Linked DNA regions of Zea mays: regions 1 and 2 are each linked to region 3. A link is a contact called in public Hi-C data. All regions are on one chromosome and are shown on one strand. The core of a region is the stretch at or near the end of the contact, and the rest is flanking DNA. Distances in the headings are between cores, read along the strand shown. Region 1 holds the start of LOC103642764. Region 2 holds the start of LOC103642551 (type II inositol polyphosphate 5-phosphatase 15). Region 3 holds the start of LOC103642659 (protein FYV8).

What was found. A called contact is a pair of places that touch in the nucleus more often than the background predicts.
Region 1: a contact with region 3 is called in a Hi-C map of ear, with 6 times the contacts expected there. The contact joins the promoter of LOC103642764 here to the promoter of LOC103642659 in region 3. A contact is called at or near these places in 2 of 25 Hi-C or Micro-C datasets (ear and leaf).
Region 2: a contact with region 3 is called in a Hi-C map of ear, with 2.8 times the contacts expected there. The contact joins the promoter of LOC103642551 here to the promoter of LOC103642659 in region 3. A contact is called at or near these places in 2 of 25 Hi-C or Micro-C datasets (ear and leaf).

What each region holds. Positions count from the first base shown.
Region 1 is chr1:197,375,758-197,379,800 of Zm-B73-REFERENCE-NAM-5.0, reverse strand. It overlaps LOC103642764, which reads right to left and starts at 1,926. Exons shown (of 1, transcript NM_001368297.1): 1 at 1-1,926. The coding sequence starts at 1,820. LOC100194223 reads right to left here. Exons shown (of 6, transcript NM_001139264.1): 3 at 4,020-4,043; 4 at 3,497-3,571; 5 at 3,345-3,407; 6 at 2,193-2,549. The coding sequence ends at 2,469.
Region 2 is chr1:196,096,736-196,101,210 of Zm-B73-REFERENCE-NAM-5.0, reverse strand. It overlaps LOC103642551 (type II inositol polyphosphate 5-phosphatase 15), which reads right to left and starts at 2,774. Exons shown (of 11, transcript XM_035964208.1): 1 at 1,574-2,774; 2 at 595-847; 3 at 1-515. The coding sequence starts at 2,408. It also overlaps the pseudogene LOC118473123.
Region 3 is chr1:196,675,568-196,679,874 of Zm-B73-REFERENCE-NAM-5.0, reverse strand. It overlaps LOC103642659 (protein FYV8), which reads left to right and starts at 2,340. Exons shown (of 3, transcript XM_035964210.1): 1 at 2,340-2,987; 2 at 4,118-4,307. The coding sequence starts at 2,948.

The sequences.
Region 1 (4,043 bases), core at 677-3,176, 700 kb before region 3:
CCGTCTGTCATGTACTTGATGACGGTTTCAGGCCCTGTGCAGTCATCAAAGCGTATAGAATAACCAACTTCCTCACCCACTCGACAGCCAACCTCCTCTGCTACTCGCTTTGCAATTGACTCTGCAGCAACCCTGCGAGGTTGAGTACATGCAATCTTTCCCCTTGTAGTATACCCTGCCTCAGCAAGGTATTGTGTAACCTGGGTTGTTTTCCCAGAGCCAGTCTCACCGATAACCACCAAAACTTGGTTGTCATTAACAGCACTGATCAGCTCCTTTTTCAGCCTGAATATTGGAAGGCTTTGTCTCTGCTCCTGGATCGAAAGCCTCGACTTCTGCCCATATGTTCCGGCCTTCCCATATGTCATCTTCCATTCCGGCACACTCTGCGCTGATAGTCCTGTGCCCATCAGCTCCTGCATCAGATACCGTCCACTTGAAATGGGATCCTCCCATGACCGGTTAAGGTCCTTGGGGATCGCATCAACCATTCCTCTTTGCTCTTGTGTGCGAATATCACGCCTCTCCTTAGTAAGTGCGGATTGTAGCGCTGCCGCACGGCTCATCGACCCCTCAGGATTCATGGAAATCCTCACTGGAGACATGTCAGATGAGGATCGCCCTTTTCCCCACAAGAAAGGGGGCTCATCCTGATTGAGTTCAATCTCAAGCTCCTCCACTTCTTCCTCCTGATAAAGCATCCCCTCCTCATCCTCATCCAACACCGGGTAGTTCTTGGCATCTAACACCCCCGCCGCGATCAGCTGCTTTACCTCCCACCTCTCCGGCGAGGTCATCCGCCTAGTTGGTCTGCGCGTCGGAGGACCAGCCTTGTCGTCGTCGTCCTCATCGGAAACGAAAATCCCAGAAACCCCCTTCTTCCTCCCGGCGGGTCTGGGGCGATCAGCTGGCGGATTTGCCCTCGGCGCGTCCTCCTCCGCAGGGTGCGGACGCCGCATCGGATGGAGACCCCTCTCGGTATCCTGATCGATGTCTAGCATCGACAGCCCCAGCTTGGCGCCGTCCACCGAGACGACCTTGACGAAAACTTCCTGGCCGAGCGTGACGGTAGCGCCGGCGCGGCCGCGGCCGCGGGCGGGCATCTGGGAGACGTGCACGAGCCCCTCGCGTCCGCCGTCGAGGCGAACGAAGCATCCGGCGTTGGCCACCCGGGTGACCCTCCCCCGGCGCACCTGGTGCAGCCCCGGCTCCTGGTCCTCGTCCTCTCCCGCCGCCTTGTCCACGCGCCCCCGGGCACCAGCGCCACGTGAGGCGGGGGGAGCGGGGGCGCTGTCCGGGATGGCGGTGATGACGGCGTGGAGGGAGCGGACGAGGTAGTCCGGCAGCTCGGCGCCGTGGTCCCTGAGCGCGGCGGCGAAGGCGGCGGCGGAGGCGGAGGCGCGGCCTAGTTCGACGACGAACTCGGCGAGGACGCGGTCCGCGACGCCGAGGTGGGACTCCAGCTCCGAGCAGACCTTGGAGACAAGCGAGAGCTGCGTGAGCCGACGCATCCCCTCGCCCACCGCGCCTGCGCCGGTCGCCGCCGCCATAGCCATGCGCGGCGCACGGGGTTGGGCGCACGGCAGGGTCGGTGCTTGTGCTGCACAGGAACGGGGAAGGACGGGACGGACGGAACGGTGGAAGGAAGGCGGTGCGGTGCTCGGCCTGCAGGTGTCAAAAGGCGGCCCACAGGCCAGAGATATATGTGGTGGATCTGTCCGTGTTGCGCGTCGGCGTCCGAGACGGGCCGCTGCAAAACGATCCAAAACGAAACACCCTCGCTCGTACGCACGCACGTGACTACAACGTGAGAGAGACATAAGAAACAGGGACGAGAGAGGCACAGCCGCACAGGAAGCCGACCAGTCCGCCGGCGATGGACCAGCTGCCTTCCTCGAGTTATCCCCAAATCAAAGGAAAATTATCTCCTCTTTTGGAGACGACTCTATCCCGTTGTCATTATCACGTTTTAGTTCAACAATAAAATAGCCGACAACAAATACATTTTATAAAATAAAACAAAGAGAAGATGAAAATAATCATATACTATATTTTCATATTAAACCTGTTTGGAGACATAAATGTTGCCTGTTATTTTTCTGTGAACTTAGTTAAACTCAAGCATTTCTCTGTGAACTCAATTCTTTTTGGATGGATATGCAGACGGTGAGACGCAAGAAGCAAGAATTGGGTTTGCCGGACAAGGGGAAACAATCCCCAAGGCATCATCATGAATTAACACCCAATGATCAACAAATATTCCGGAGATCACAGAATAGGAGGGACATCAACAATCAGTTGGTTGCCTTCAACTACCAACATCACGGAGTTCTCTACTTATACACCGCATCAGCCTTGATGGATAGGAATCTTGCTCGTCAGTGGAGTTAACTCTGCAGGTCGATGATGCACTTGCACATATCCAAGATCAACAAGTTGTCTAGCTACCACACAAGCTTAAAGATGCCTCAACTGGTACTGGTAGGCAATGACTTCGAAGACTTGTTCTTTCTGTGAGCCAATGCTGATAGTATCTTTTTCCTGGGACCCTGTAAACATGAAACAAATGAAAGAATATCCACAATAATCCATCAATCCTAAGTAGATTGGAATCAAATGATCGCTGGGTAATAATGCAATCAGAGATGGAACCAGAACATAATGGACATTGCTTCCATTTTTCAGCTGTGCAAATAAGGGATGCATATCACAAAGAGAAATCAATATTTTCCATTGACGCGGCAATAGCTGGATGTACTATGAATGTGGGGCTTAGCTGAAACACTGACTGGACATATCTTTAGTGCCTACTTCCTACATTCCAAATTATAGCTCACTTTGGTTTTGTTCTAAGATAAACTTCTCTAACTTTGACCCAAGGCTTTAAAAAAGTGCACCAGTATCTACAACACCAAGGTAGTTTCATTCAATCCTTCATGAAATATGTTATCATAGTGCATTAATTTTGAAATTGTGGGTAATAATATATTTTTCAAAAAAACTTGGCCAAAGTTAAATAAGTTTGACTTAGCCCAAAGCCAAAGTGAACTAATAATTTCAACCGAAGGGAATATGTTTTCTCTTTAGAGCATCTGGTTTAAATTTATGACAACCGCAGAGAAAACGCACAGCGCCAACTAATCAGGTCATTCTAATCCCGTTTGCCAATCAAAGTTACTTCTCGTTAGCCAAACTGGGACTAAAAGTATGGATAAGTGGCGGTCTGATCAAATTCTACCACCTTAAATATATACATATTGCTTCAACCCAGAGGTCTCTTGTTTAAGCAGAGATAAGCATGCTAACCAACTTGGGGAAAGAAAAAGGCAAAGTCCTTGCAGTACCATTGGAATTCCTAAAGACTTCATATCTTCTTCATTCATGTAAACCAATGCTTTCATATCAACCTGAAAGATGAATATCCATTAACAATATTTAAGGTCACCACTCACCAGTCACACCCACAATACAAAATTGCAACATATATCGAACGTGCCTCTTCAGCCTGGAAATTTATCAAATACTTCTCTAGATCAAGAGACTTCAGTAAACTGTCAAGCGAAGCATCAATCTGCACATATCGAAGAAAGGGAACAATTTATTACAGCATTGAATTGAATGTTTATGAAGACCAAATTCCATTCAGGAATTTAGACACAACAGTGCCAGCAAGGGACTAGACAAATGAAACTTTGGAATTCAAACATGCTAAAGAGCTAGAAGATTAATCATGCACTAGATCGAAATTTCCTTAGGAATTCGAACATGCTAAAGGTCTAGAAGATTAACCATGCACTAGATCAAATTTAGAACCAAAGGTTGTACAAACATCAAAGGGACTCCAACATCAAATGGTCATGTAGTCCATTATATTCACAGGACAGCACCACAGCAAATGGAAAATAAGAAAAATGATGGTACAATGTTTCCCATTCCAGAAGAACAAATAGTGGAACCACAATAACCGATCAGGATACAATCTTGTAGGAAAACACAACATAGATCCTCAACCATCTCACCTTGTTCTGGGATTGCTTTGGTAA
Region 2 (4,475 bases), core at 1,525-4,024, 580 kb after region 3:
TGTAAGAATCGCCGACTGCCATGCTTATGACTGGGCAGCTATGACCAATCCATCCTGCCTGAAGGTTACCTTCAACATCCATAACTTGAATAGTACCACTTGCATAGCCCACCCAGATCCTCTCTCCGAGTGCCTCTATGCATTGAACAGAAGAGCTATGGTAATGAAATTCTTGCAGTCTATTCCCATTTCCATCCCACACAATAATTGAACCATCTGTACAACCAGACCAAATAGTCCCATTCATTGCTTGAGCCACCGCTTCGGTTCGCCGATTATCTTCCACAAATGTCCCTTTTGTTGCAACTCTGCGTACAGCATCAGCTGCGCCCATCAAGGCATTCCTAGATTTCCGAAAGAAACTTAAAGAACCTTGCAGTTTCTCCTTTTTTGTGGGTTTTGCTTTAATCTCTTCCTCTATGAATTGTTCCGGCATTACTGGGGCCTCAGGACGAGCTAAGTCGACTTGGCCATCGATGCCAAATACTTTTAAAAGCTCCCTAGTCTTAGCATCCCTGTATAAAACATGTAAGAAAATAAGGGACAGAGAACTTCAGGAAGCTGTTAGATACAACTATATTTATCGAAGTATACCAAAGAGCAAATGTCATGCTAGTTACACTCCAAACTTTCAATCGGCAGTGGTCTGCGAGCATGTGTTTCACATCAGCAGTAGGCAAAGAGCACATGTTACCAACTGTAGCATGGTTCCTAAGGTCGATATAGGATTTTTCAACCAACGAGGCAGCCTCATGAATTTCTTCTGGTGTAGATGAGAGGCACTTAGCAAGGGCTTCCCAAGGCCATGCCTTTATCGCACCTCCTTCCGATCCTGACCAAATTTCACCTGTTTCCAAGACATTAAGTGAAACAATAAATTGGAATTGTGTTTAGCCCTTCTAAATCAAAATCTATGTTAACACGTAAACTATGAAACACCAGATGAATAGACTCAAACAACAAAGAACTAGTGATTCAGCCATAGACAGATAGTGAAAGGTAAACGTCCCAATGAAGCTGGGAGAATAGGTTTAGAACTTTCCGAGAGTACAAAGCTGTTGGAACGACTTGGATTTTGCATAGTAGTATTCTAGAATCATGATAGTTAAAAGGTTCCACAGGCTAATCCGTCTCTGTGTGAAAAGACACCACAAAGGCCCAACACAACTTCTCCAGCTAGAAAGATGCCAAACGCGCTAAATCCATGCGTATTCACCTAAGAAAGACAAGGGAATGAAACCGTTCCAGAATAAGCTAGAACTCTTACTCTATTTGTAGTTGTCCCCACCTCATACAAAACAACAAAGCTTGGACATAAAATACTCAACGTATATAGCTAAGATTTAACGGCGGCATGATAATATTCTAATTTATGATTCGAAATTTTTGCCATCAACGAGTCAATAACTATACTGACTACTCAGGTCCCAGAACTTTATTGCTGAGCTACCACATTTCAGTCACGTGAAATCAGCCAGCAAAACCGAGCACACTTTCTTGGCACCGAAAAAGTGACATTGCCAGAAGCAGTCCAGTCAGCAGAGCGCAAGATAACGAGATGATCGATTGTTACCGTACGGCGTGACGACGATGGCGAGCACCGGCGTGCGGCTGAACGCCTGCCACGCGAAGGCCTCCTTGAACATGGCCGCGCTGCCGGTGGGGTCTCCTCCGGCGGGCGCGGCGTGGTCCACGCGCCACGCCCTGATCCTGCCCTCCCTGTGTCCCGTCCACACCAGCCCGTTGGCGCTGTCGACCGCGGCGCAGAGCGCGGGCGGGACCGGCACGGAGTCCCTGAAGGGCGCGGCCTCCTCGTCGCCGCGGCGCCGCGGCCCGGCGCCTGGCCACCACCCGCGGAACACCTCGTCGAGGCACCACACCCGGACCCCGGACTCGGCGCCGGCCCACAGCTTCCGCCGCCGCGGGTCGCACACCAGCGTCCGCAGGAAGGCGCCCACCTGCGTCTCCCGCAGCGGGTGGGGACGCACCTCGAGCGGCGGCGGGCGGGCCGGGTGCACCGCCGCGCGGAGCGGCACGCGGAAGATGCCCTCGCCCCCGCCGGCGCCGACGAACTCCGGCAGCGCGTCGCCCGCGCCGTCGTACTGCGACATGGCCCGCTCCAGTGCCGCTGCCACCGCCGAAGGCGGCGTCGGGCCGCCGTCGACCCAGGCGGCGAAGGACGCAGCAGGGGCGAGCGCCGCCTCGCCGTGGCCGTGCCCGTGCCCGTGGCGCTGCGGGAACGACGCGCAGCGCTGCGCCGAGGCGGAGGCGACAGGGCCGTCACCGTAGCTGAGCACGCGCTGCGCGGCGCAGAAGGTGCGTGCGGGCGCGGAGGCAGGCTCCGTGACGCGCGGCAGGTGCAAGTCGGCGGCTTTCCGCTGCGCCGCGGACTCGTCGTCCGGGTCCATGTCCCCGCGATCCGGCTTTGCGATTTTGGAAGCGATGAGAAGGCGGCGAAGGAGGTGGGACTGCAGGAGGATCGGGAGGCGAGCGCTGGAGAGGTGAGAGAAGGTCGGGCGGGGCCGGAACGGAGGCACACCCGTTGCGGGAGCGGAAGGGGCAGGGGAGGGGCCGTGCAGGGAAGGCAACCATGAGAGCGTGGACTGTGGCGTGTGGGTTTATATGGGTGGATGCCTCGTGGACCGGGACCACGGCAGAGGCAGGCCAGGCAAATCAAGGTCCGCGGCCGCCGGCTGGCTCTGCCGTGACAACCAATGTAATCAGAGTTATTAAAACCTGAAGCCGTTTGGAGCTCTCCCCGCGTTTCGCGGTTGCAGTTTTGCATAAAGATCCTCTGTCTTTTCGCGATTTAGCTTGTGCTCCTCCCTCGACTTGGTCTCCGGAATCCAGGTGCAAATCCCTCCCTCCCTCCCAGCCCCCCTCCCCACCTCCCTCTCCACGCGGCGGCTGTCGTCGAAGCCGCCGGGGCCGTCCCTCCCTCCCTCCCAGCCCCCCTCCCCACCTCCCTCTCCGCGCGGCGGCTGCCGTCGAAGCCGCTGGGGCCGTCCACCACCAAACCCTACCCGCTCTTCGCCAACCCTCGCCTCCTGCGTCGCCGCCTAGCGCTCTCCGGCGTTGGCGCCGACCCCAGCCGCCGCGGGTGAGGGCCCCTCCGCCTCCTCCACCGAGGACCCGGTCCTCGTCCGCGTCGCCGCAGCCGCCGCCGAGTCCAAGCTCGTCTCCTACGGGGATGCGACCGCCGAGTCCAAGCTCGTCTCCTACACGTACGAACCTTATCCTGTGACCTGTCACACGCGCCCTTCCCATTCCCGTGGTCTCATTGCTTCGACCGCGTTCGTTCGCAGGAAGCTGGGTCCTCTGGCCAGCGGGGACGTGTTCTGCCTTCTGCTGTTCTCTGCGATTGGAAGGTTCAGCCATGGCCTGCCCGTCCTCGACGCCGAGACGTTCAAGACGGCCGACCCCTTCATTGCTGGTTAGGGAATCGGAAATAGAGCCTTTTTAGGGTTGTTGCTCATCTGACGCGCGAATAGATGGTTTGCTCATGGATTTGGGTCTTCTACAGGGTGGTTGCTGAGCGCCTATCTTCTTGGCGGATTTGGCGATGATGCCAAAGGGCGCAATGGCGTCGGAAGCGTGATTATCACCGTAGCTAAATCATGGGCTGTTGGGATACCGGTAACTTTCAATTCTTTAATTCTACTGTTTCAAGAATGAGCCAGGTTGAAATGTTATCTTGGTTCTTGTTGTTTTTTTACCCAAGGTCAATAACGTTTTTGTAAGCTTATGCCTTCTGATTTTTAACCCATCTAACACCATCTTCTGTTTTTTTGCCGACCGTGCTTGCACACAACACCATCTTCTATTATCCATCATTGTTGTCTATTGCTTGCATGAGTGCATCTGCCTTCCCCTTGTACAATATATAACTTTTTTTATCAAATACATCACAAACTGCATTTATTTCTGTGTCTCATCTATTCATGCAATTATTTGTTCTATGTATTTGTCACGTCCCGTGGCCGCCGTCGACGAGGAACGGGGCGTGAGACTCCGACAAACTCGCACGTTCTCTTGTCAATTTTATTCATCACACCAACAGGAGCTTCATTGCCCCCTAACACTTTCTCCTGTTGAGGACGATTGCTGCAAATTTGGCGGTCTGGATGTCTGAAAATGACCATAAACAGACGATTCCTTAGAGTTCGTTTCAGAATTTACAGTTGAACATTGATTACACACCAGTAGAGTTCCCTTCCGCACAATGCTATTATCAGACGACACTTGGAAAGCTTGCCTCTGGAGACATTTCACTTTGTGAGTACAAATTGCTCTCTTTTAGAGATATTCCGCACAATGTTTATTCAATAAAAGAAATAGTTGATGAACCAGTCAGTAACCCCTCTGTTCCAAAATGGAGGTTGACATGCAGTTTAGAATGGACATACTCTTCATAATCTTGAGCTCCAATATAATCTTGTGTTGCATTTATGTGAAATAGTCTTTTAGTACAGGTA
Region 3 (4,307 bases), core at 1,091-3,590:
CCTATTGGATTTACCGGTAGTTGAAAAACCGATACCGGCTATTTCCATGAACTGTGACAACCAAACGGTGATTACAAAGGTTAGCAGTTCTAGGAATAACATGAAGTCTACAAGGCATGTTAAGAGAAGATTAAAATCTATCAGAAAGCTGAAAAACTTCGGAGTTATAACGGTGGATTATGTTCACACATCGAATAATCTGGCAGATCAATTCACTAAGGGTCTATCACGCAATGTGATAGAAAGTGCATCGAGAGAAATGGGTATGAGACCCATGTGAAATCTACTATAGTGGTAACCTGCTCTATGTGATCGGAGATCCCGTGAAGTAGAGTGGAGAAACAAGCTAAGAGTAGATTGTGAGGAAAGATCCCTTCCTTAACTCATTTCTGATGCACATCTTTCCTATCTGTAAGGCAGGATGATATTTACCTTAATGTATTCCAAGAGTCTTATAAAGGTGAGATGTTGTCCTACAGAACATCTTCTGAGGAGTACACCTATATGAGTCAGACTGCTGGTCACAGTCTATAGGATTTGGGTAATCCCTAAATACTCATGAAAGGCACTGAAGTGTGACTTATATGCTTCTAAACAGCGGGGATGCCCTTTTGCAGCCTAGTATCAGCAAAGGATTTGAGCGAATCTCATCTCATACAAAACTGCCAATTCAAGGCTTAGTCCATTGTTCAGTTGTGAATGAGTGGAACTCTTATTCTAGATGGATGTTCAACTTAACAGTCTCCATCGAAACACTGGTATATCAAAGGATTGTGATTCTGATACTTCATCATTACAAACCCTAGAGTTTGGTGGGGATTGTTGGATTTATTATGGGTTTGGCCCATTTAATCAATAAACTCTATGGTGTATAATTGTGGACAATACCAATAGTACCATATTGGAATTCCAAGGGTCGTTGGTTTGACTTATATGATGGGAATTATTCCATTTAATTTGAGAAGTTAAGAAATGAACTAGGCGTGTCACACGCGCGCGCGCGCCGCCATCGCCAGCCGGGCCGGACTCGGGCTCGGGCGTGGCAGGCAGGCAGGCAGGCAGCGAGCGGGCGAGGTGTGGTGTGGTTGTGTTAATTTTTAGCACTCATTAACCGTGGGAGTTTCAACTCCGGGTTAAACCTTTCAGATGCTCGTCTCTTGATCTGCCGCATGTGAGACCCTTCTCCTTCCGCTTTCCTTCCGCGATGAGGTTAAAAAGGGGAGAACTCCTATCGCTTGGCACACGAGCAGAACTCTTTTAGAATCACAGTCCAGCCACAAGTGTGGGTATTTCTATCTCGTAACTCCGCGCACAGAGGAGCGAGGGTAGGTGCCTCCGAAGCCCTTGCCGTTCGAGACCTTGCACGGCGGATCGACAATTAGGTTTTTGGGGAGCATTTACGCGACTGCCCGAACATCCTTCTGGCATCCTTCTGGTAAACATATTCTTCTTCTTCCTGGCATCTTCATCTCGTACGACATGACAAGAGAAGTTAGACAAGGATCTGGATCCTCGGAGCGCATGGGAGGGTATGGTCAATTTAGCTCCTTACTGTTTTACGTTTTCCAGATTATATATGTTGTCCATCTCTACTGTTTCATATATAGCCATGAATTTATCCAATCTGTTCTGTTTTATCATATCATGACATGTCTGATGTCTGTTCATGCTAGTAATATGTTATATCTGTTTGTTTTAATTTTATAGTCATACTGTTTATATTGCTATCTGTTTATTTTCAGTTGTTTCGTCATGATACATGTACCATGTTTATATGCTTACTATATTTATATGATTCATATGCTTTATGTTCCCATGTTCCATATTGTTATGGATATATTTGACATCATGACGTTCATGATTAATTATATTTTATATGTCATCATCGTAATGTTAATTTATAAAATTAAAATAGTATAGAAAATGTCTATATTTCTAACATTCCTTACCATTCCATATCATTATTAGTGGTATAAAAAAAGAATTAGGGCCTGGCAATTTTTAACGTTTCAATGCTAATGGCTATAACATGAAACGATGAGAAATTACATCCAGGTGCTATAAAAGAGATTAGGTTATTTATAACGGTAAACAAAATACTGAGTAAAATTGGAAATTTGGAATATTCAGAGTTGCGTTACCATTTACCGTTCACGCACGGAACAAGGTGGGACCATACACAGCTCCGTGACTCCGTAGTCCTTAGCCCTCGCCACATGCCTACCCGACTTTGTCCCCCAATTGGCACATGCCGCTACGTTCCGGTGAGCATGCTCATCTTTTGGGGTGGTGTGGGGGCTCTCTCTCCTCTCATGGCTTGCTTGTTTCGTTGGCACTTTGGCAGCTTGCCGCTGCAGAAACACGGCGAGACGGCAGTACACCGCTGTTGCATTGCCGTTGCAGCATCTGTAATGAAACGGTAAAAGGAGAAAAAAAGTGAAAAGGGTGAGCTGGCCCAAAAGGATCCTCGCCTTGCCGGACACGTGGGCCCCGCTCCGTTCGTTCCACTACGGGCCAGACCGGTACGGTGGCTGAGGCTGTCGCAGCCGGCCCCCGGCCCGGCGATGCCTCCGTTGACGGCCCAGATGCGATCGCGGCCGCGAACCGCAGAGAGAGAGAGAGAGAGAGAGACGGCGAGACCTTTGTCTCTTGCCTTGCCCACGGACGCGACCCGAGCACCCCGGGTTGGACGCGTCCACAGCAACGTCTCTATGGCGTGTGGGCCAGGGATACCGTTGGGCCCACGCGGCTATTATGATAAGCGCGGTTGTCATTATCCTCGGCGTGAGCGTGAGGGCGCCTCCGTCGCCTTCGTCTTCTCCAATCTCCACACACACTCCCACTGCGCAAAGCGAGCGGGCGGGCGGGCAACCAACCAACCAACCCCACTCGCCTCCCTCTCCCTCGCCGTTGCCGCCGAGCACCGCGCCGCGGGGTCCCCGTCGCCATGGAGAGCGCCCACAAGAGCGGAGGCGGAAGCGCGCCCGGTAAGTCCCCCGCCGCCGGCACTATGAAGATGCGTTTCTTTTTTTTTTCTCTCTCTGCCGCCCCCCGTGCCTGGTTGTGACGTGACATGTGACGGCGCGGTGGTTTCTCGCGCAGGAGCGGGAGCCGGAGGGGAGGGCGTCCTGTGCCACGCGTGCGGGTACCAGTACCCGAACGGGCACCCGAGCGCCAAGCAGCGGCGCGCGCACCGGAAGCACTGCGGCAAGCCGGCGTCCGCCGCGGCGGCGGCGGAGGGCTCCGGGGAGCACGAGGCCAGCGAGCTGCTTCTAGGTACCGTGGGTTCCGTGCCTCCGTGGTGGTGTACTGGACTGGTGTGTGGCTGTGTATGTCCAAGCTGGGCTCTTGTCCTGACGCGTGCTCTCGTGGCTGGCGTGGCGTCCCAGGTGAGGTCGGAGCCGGCGCGGCGGAATGCGGCGGCGGTTCGCCTGGATCTGCGCACGAGCACGGGGACGCGGCGGAGGGAGGGGACAGCGCAGGTGCATGTTCGTTATGAATCTCCTCCCCCTTCTCTGAATCTCTTAATCCTGCTGTTCTTCGTTTCCTTTTGTTCGTTTCTGAAGCCGGGAAATGTCGTCGGTAAGATTTGATTGGTGGAAAGTCACTGCGTTTCCTTCTCACTCCCTCCCAATTTCCTCTCTTTCGTAGACAAGAACTTTCTGGTTCAGTTGAATCGTACCGATGTAGCGTCTGGAATAAGATAAGCATGTCCTTATCCTCTTGCTTAGCATAATGCGGGTGCTTTGTTTGTCATGTATGGGGCGTAGTGCAATACAAATCCTTGTAGTAATTAATAATGGTTCAGGGATGCCTCGCTGTCCATGTAAGCTTCCAAACTGCCCACATGCACATCAAAGTCTTGGTATGATAACCCTGTTCAATAAATTTAGAGAGGCTGGCCTTGCCATTTGATACCAGTACACCGTCTCGCCAACTTGTCCCCATGCTGGCATGCTGCGCTGCTACATGGCTTCACTGGCATAAGGTCCGGAGCCATTTAAATACGTTCGCCGCGCTGCATATGCACACTCTCTTCAATGCATGTTTTGGTCACTGCTACTGGGTTTTGCGACAAATGCCTGGATGCATGGTTACTTATGATTGTCTTCTGTAGATCCTTCAGGTAATGGTGCTGGGCATCGAGTCGTTGGAGACACATCTGCTGAAGATTGCCTCATCAGTGGCAGTAGCGTTCTTTCTGAAATCACATCTGAGTCCAGCAGGACTGATGATGGTACTCTGACTACAGTGGCTACACAGTACTCTGAAAAAGGATCATCTACTGAGGATGGGGATCCATCTGA